Regions from separate parts of the Mus musculus genome. Here region 2 is linked to region 1. The links are chromatin contacts, called in public Hi-C maps. All regions are on one chromosome and are shown on one strand. Each heading gives the region's core, a stretch centred on a gene start, on an enhancer-like site or on the middle of the called end of the contact. The rest is flanking DNA. Distances are from core to core; before and after follow the strand shown. Region 1 has its middle 28 kb from the start of Gm34230. Region 2 overlaps Fbxl17 (F-box and leucine-rich repeat protein 17).

The links. Hi-C and Micro-C count contacts between places; a contact is called where the count stands out from the background.
Region 2: a Hi-C map of the N1E-115 cell line shows a contact between it and region 1, with 4 times the contacts expected there. The contact joins two enhancer-like sites. A contact is called at or near these places in 1 of 15 datasets of contacts at CTCF or cohesin (pro-B cells), 2 of 484 Hi-C or Micro-C datasets (the N1E-115 cell line and large pre-B cells) and 1 of 9 other capture datasets (embryonic stem cells).

Annotation. Positions count from the first base shown.
Region 1 is chr17:62,996,376-62,999,075 of GRCm38.p6, forward strand. No RefSeq gene overlaps it. Among named protein-coding and RNA genes, the nearest start is that of Gm34230, 28 kb to the right of the region's middle. Within about 2 kb of position 1,341, at least 6 of the 459 cell types and tissues checked have an H3K27ac peak or open chromatin away from gene starts, as enhancers often do. A contact at or near this core is called in the N1E-115 cell line, where this site is marked.
Region 2 is chr17:63,314,923-63,317,622 of GRCm38.p6, forward strand. The region is part of intron 6 of Fbxl17 (F-box and leucine-rich repeat protein 17); the gene reads right to left. Among named protein-coding and RNA genes, the nearest start is that of 4930405O22Rik, 3.3 kb to the left of the region's middle. Within about 2 kb of position 1,274, at least 12 of the 459 cell types and tissues checked have an H3K27ac peak or open chromatin away from gene starts, as enhancers often do. A contact at or near this core is called in the N1E-115 cell line, where this site is marked.

The sequences.
Region 1 (2,700 bases), core at 91-2,590:
ATAAAATTGATCATAACAAGAAATGATAATGGTTAGGTTTACAATCTAGGATACATTTATTGGACAGTTTCATCTAAAAGTCAAATTGTTACTTTTATAATTCAGGTATATGGATAAAATCAAGTTTTTCTTCTCAGATTTCTGTTCTCATAATAATAATGAAGCCTTTTTGACTGTGTACTCATCTAACATCTTTTTATTATGCCTTTCCAACACAATTGCTAGATTATGAAATATGCACACATGTACCTGCGTAGTGTGTGTCTAGTAAATTGTATGCTTTCTGTATAAATCTCGGGGATGAAAATTAGGAGTAAATAGAAATAGAAATTCTGATGTTATCTTATCTATATACCATCTAATATGGATCATCTGCAAGACTCCTCAAGGGACACACCTCCAGAGTGGGTATTGGTTTTTTTTTGTTTTTTTTTTTTTTCCTCCACATTGTAGCCACACACAGTTTCTTACTGCCACCCAATTCTGTATAAGCTTAGACTCAGTGCACTTCCCCGGGTCCTCACTATTATAACACTGCTGTATCAGCATTGTTCTTTAGACAATATAGTTCAATATGGTCATAGGCAAAAGAGTCAATATGAATGAAAAAGCACAAAGCAATGGACTGCTAAGCTATGTGTTCAGGGATTCAAGGCTATCAAGACATTAGATTAGGGTACATAGGAGGGCCCATAAAAAAGGAAGGGTTAGTGTTTCTCTTTAAGATGGAGACAAGTGGGTTTGAATGCAGAAGTATAAAGGGAACAAAGGCTGAGAAGGAGAAATAAGTGTGGCAAAAATTGTAGGGAGAACAAGGCCAACCCAACTGAAAGGCCCAATCCATGCCAGCCAGGAAGAACTTGGCCTCATTTCTCAGGGGCCACTAACATAATTCAGTATGGTTTCCTTCTAAACTCAGGCACCCCAGAGCTGGGTGTTGTCCACTCAGGCTTCATCTGTTGAGGCAACACACAAAACTCTACAGTTCTCCGGTGGTGGCAGCTCTCTGTAAACTGCATTCGATAGATTTCGGGCCTCTCGCTGGCTTTCAGGTCCTTCCGTACATAGTCGTCCATCCTAGGCTTTCTCTAGGCCAGGCTACATTGAGTAGTGGTGGTAGAGGAGACTCTTTGCTACAGTAAGCAACTTCTGTTTTCAAGCTCTGTGTTCATCCTAAACTATGAACTGTCTTCTCGCGTGCAGTTTTCGTTTAAAAAGTGGGGTAGTGGCTGAGATGAAAACAAGACTGCTCTGATACTTCTAGTTCTTGAGAACCTTCCCACTGCCGTGAGTGGGGAAGAGGAAAGATCACAGGGAACCAAGGGAGCTTGGGTGGTAGATGCTGTGGGAGGAAGCAAGCTCTAATGGAGTTAAAATTAATTGGCATGTGTGTGGTAAGAGGAAGACATGGAGGAACAGATGTTGAGGCAATTGCCAGAGCACAGGGATGAATTGCCTGTCTTTCTGCCAGGGCTCAATGCAAACTCCTGCGAGAAATGGTTTTGCTACCTCAAGGTCTTAACGGAACATTAGTCAGGGCTGCGGAGATGGGACTTTGGCCAAGGAGATGTCACTCTAAACCAGATTTCAGGAAGGCAATGACTGTGCAGGGCTCTGCTCCTCCATCAGACCAGCCGTTTCCAGATTCATTCTGGGTGCCCTTGCAACTGTCACGAAGGCTAAACCTGAGATCATGCAGGATGTAAAACAGATACTGCATCTCCTGACTGAATTCAGATACACCGCAAGGCCTGGGTATATGTGTAGCTCTGTTGATCAGAGCAATATTGCCTGTTGAAGCATAGGGCTTTTGTGCATGATCCCATATATCCATCCACCCAGCATTCAAGTGCTGAGTTTGGGACTATATTCCTGTGCACAGTACTCCCTGTGCTGGAGTGCAAGAGCATCCCTTGTCTACTGTGAGGAAGCATTCTTTGACAATAAAAACCAGATTCCTATTAGCAAAAGGCAGGAAGTGAGAGGTGGAAGTTCCCGGAGAGAGATAGGGACTCTGGGAGGTAGATTCAGAGGTGGGAAGATTCACCCTGGACTCCGAGGAAGTCAGACTCATGAAACCAAGGAGAGGTAACTAGCCTTGTGATGGACATAGAATAGTTAAAGTGGGTTAAATGAGTGATTAGCTTTTTGGGGAACAAGCTTAGCATAAGGCTATGAGCATTGTTAATAAAAATAAACCTCTGAGTTGTTGTTTGGGAACTGGGGCATGAGTGGGAAACCCCATTGCTACACTGGAGTCTGATCAATATGCAAATCAGATGGTATTTACCCTCATCAAGCCAGTAGTCCAGTATCTTTGGAGATTGACAAACAATGGGTATAATAAATCAACTATGTATTTTTCTGGGAGGGTTGCATCCTGATTCTAAGAAAAAGTGTGCTGGTGTAAAGGCGACAGGAGAGTGAAGGACGAGGTAAAATAGGTTAGGGTGAATCTCATCATTCAAGGCAGCGGCGATCATGTGAATTCCTTGGGAAGAGAATTCAAGATGGTGGGAATAGCCAGTGAAAAAAAGCAGAACTGAGAATTTCCTTCACAGACTGAGTGACTGAGTGACTTTGAAGCAAAGTCACTTTTCATTCTTACCCTCAGCCAGAACCAGGAGCTCCATGAACCAAATTCCTCTAGTTAAAAAACACGTTTGCCGAGAGTTTCCTAGGCTCTGGAATGCCAGGTAA
Region 2 (2,700 bases), core at 24-2,523, 320 kb after region 1:
GCTGAAGAAATAAGACACTCACCTGACTGTAGCTACTGACTGCTAAAGTTGTTTAACAGCCACAGTGTGCTCTGGTTAAAACCTAACCGTACGCTCTTACTCTCTGGCCTCTCTTGCCTCCTCTTGCCCTGCCCCCTCCCCATTCTCTTCCCCTTATTTTTCTTTATGTTCATAATAAGCCACTTTAGATCTACTTTAGATTATTTGGTAATAATTGGCATCAGACAAGAGGATACAATCAAAAGAAAATTGATGACTAGAACTCATTGCTGTGCCCGATGGAACTCGAGAGTGTTCAGAAAGAACAAAGACAAACTGCTGTGATACCTGTGATGTGTGCATGGTATAAAAATGGCCGAAGTAATGGACACAATGAGAACATCAAGTTGACCATCCCAAAGGGAAAACTGGTCAATGTGAGGTTCCATGAAGCGGGCCACACGAAGAAACCGAGGGAAGAACTGCCTCAGATGTGTTGCCTTCTGAAGACGGAGCATGTGTCTCCCTTCCAACTGAGAAATCTTTCATACTTAAGTGAAGTGATACCATGAAAACAAGGGTGTTTACAGGCACAAACAGGTGCGGCCAGCCTTACAAGCACATTGTATATCGGCATATGTGGACGGCAGGAGAGAGAGCCGGGGGCCTAGGTAGTGATGGTATACAATATTGAAGTGCCTAAGAATGTTCCAAATAGTAAACAAGTTATGTCCATTTAGAGACACAACACTTGCCAAGTGTAGAGTTGCTCCACTATTCTGTCATCCACGAATGTGAATTTATGGAATTTGATAGCTGTCTTATACAATCCTGGTTCATTCTCATGGGTAGCTGCCGAGCTCTGCTGGAGGAGATGAACAGAGCCATGGCCGGGTGCCATGGCAGTTTTATGCCTTCCAAGTGCAAAAGCACTCAGTGGCTCTACCTTCTGCCCTCAGCTCCCTCTGCCACTTCCCACAGGGCTTCCAAATTCTAGCTCCTGACACAGGCAACACAAGTCCTTCTCTGCCTCAGGCTTTTAACTCACAACTTGATTAGCTTCAAAGAACAATTAAGGGGCATCAGGCCAGTGCTCTCGCAGCTTCCTGTTCTCCACAGAAGCTGGATGCATAATCAGCCCATCGCCATCATGGAGCATGAGAACATCTCTTCTCCTCCAGGCTAATGCTTCCTGACAGGCCCTTACTCCTAAGCATACCCCCAGTTCCATCGCTCCCCAAATCTCCTCTTCTCCTTACACACTGAACTGTCAGTTTCACATCTCCATTGCCTCGGCCTCTGAACACCTTCAAGTCTCTCACACTCTAAAGAGTGAAGCAAAACAAAGCTAGGACTGTCGCCTATGCTAAGTGGCATAACGCCAAGGTTTAAGTGCCTCCCTGGCTCCCAAGAGTCATGGCTCTCTGATGCTTCTGGAACCGTCTTAAAATGGTCTCTTCCTTCGGTTTCACTTAACATGCCTCTCCCTGAAGCTCTGAAAACTCATTTTCTTCATTATGTCCACTTCCTGTACCCAGTCCTTATCAACGGTGCTTCTTAGGGGTGTATCCAGACACTCAGGCATCAGTCCTGAGAACACATCCAATCAAGGTACTAACAGTCTAACAGATGGATGAGTGGGTGGATGGATGGATGCTTAAATATATGTACACATGCATACATACTTTGTCTTAAAGTCTGGCTCAAATTTATCACTCAATTTCTATATCTACAGTTAAGTAGCAAGCAGATGCAAATTTAACGGTATACCTGTCCCCAGATCAAGATGGCTTCCCTCCTCATTCAGTGTGACAACTGCTTGGCTACACACATGAGAAACTACAGCTGTGTTTTCTGACTCCTATAGCAAATCACTAATTGTATCTTCTGCCCACCTGGTCAACTCCTTACTTCCAGGGTTCTCTATTTCTGACATAAATTTCAACGTTATCATCTCCTGCCTGGACAGTGTCCCCATATCCCTAAGCCCATATCCCTAAGCCCAACCCACTTCTCCCAGCTGCCTCTCCCTTGCTGGCTCTCCTCTGTTCAGCACTGTGTGCAGACCTACTGCTCTCCACCTCTGCTGTGTCTTCCCTTACCCTGTGTGCTCTTTAATAGTAAGTTCTGTTCTTCCATAGAGTGGACTCCCTCCCAGTCCATCTTCCAGAACACACCCTCTGTGGCACAGCAGGACAAACTTCAGGTCCCAGTCACAGTGTCTTCCCTGCTGAGTAAAAGTGCCTTGGGTTCCTCTGCCTGCTTGTTCCACCACACACAGACCTAGGAGCTTGGCAGGTTCCTTTAACATTTGCCAGAATGGTTAGACCTTGTAGACTTCCTGAAATTCTCCAAACATGACAAAAAAAGACTATGTGTGCTTTATGACGCCAGAATCTAAACCATATTCATGCCTCTGTAGGAGACAACCAATGTTTCTACTTAATAAAATTCAAATAAAGCACACAGAAATCTTTCTATCCAGTAACTGTCCCACACATCAACATGACTTCTACTTCTAAAACCAGACCCAGTCAAGTTTGCTCAACAAGTAATTTGAAGTTACGGAGGCTCCTCAGAGTATTTCTAAACATTTCTGGACCATGGTGTCAGCTGCCCAAACTCCTGTCTCTAGTCACTTTCTACTATCTGCCCTCAAACTACAGACTGCAAAGCCAACAGAGTCTACACTGTGGAGAGCCTCCAGGCATGCACACTCAG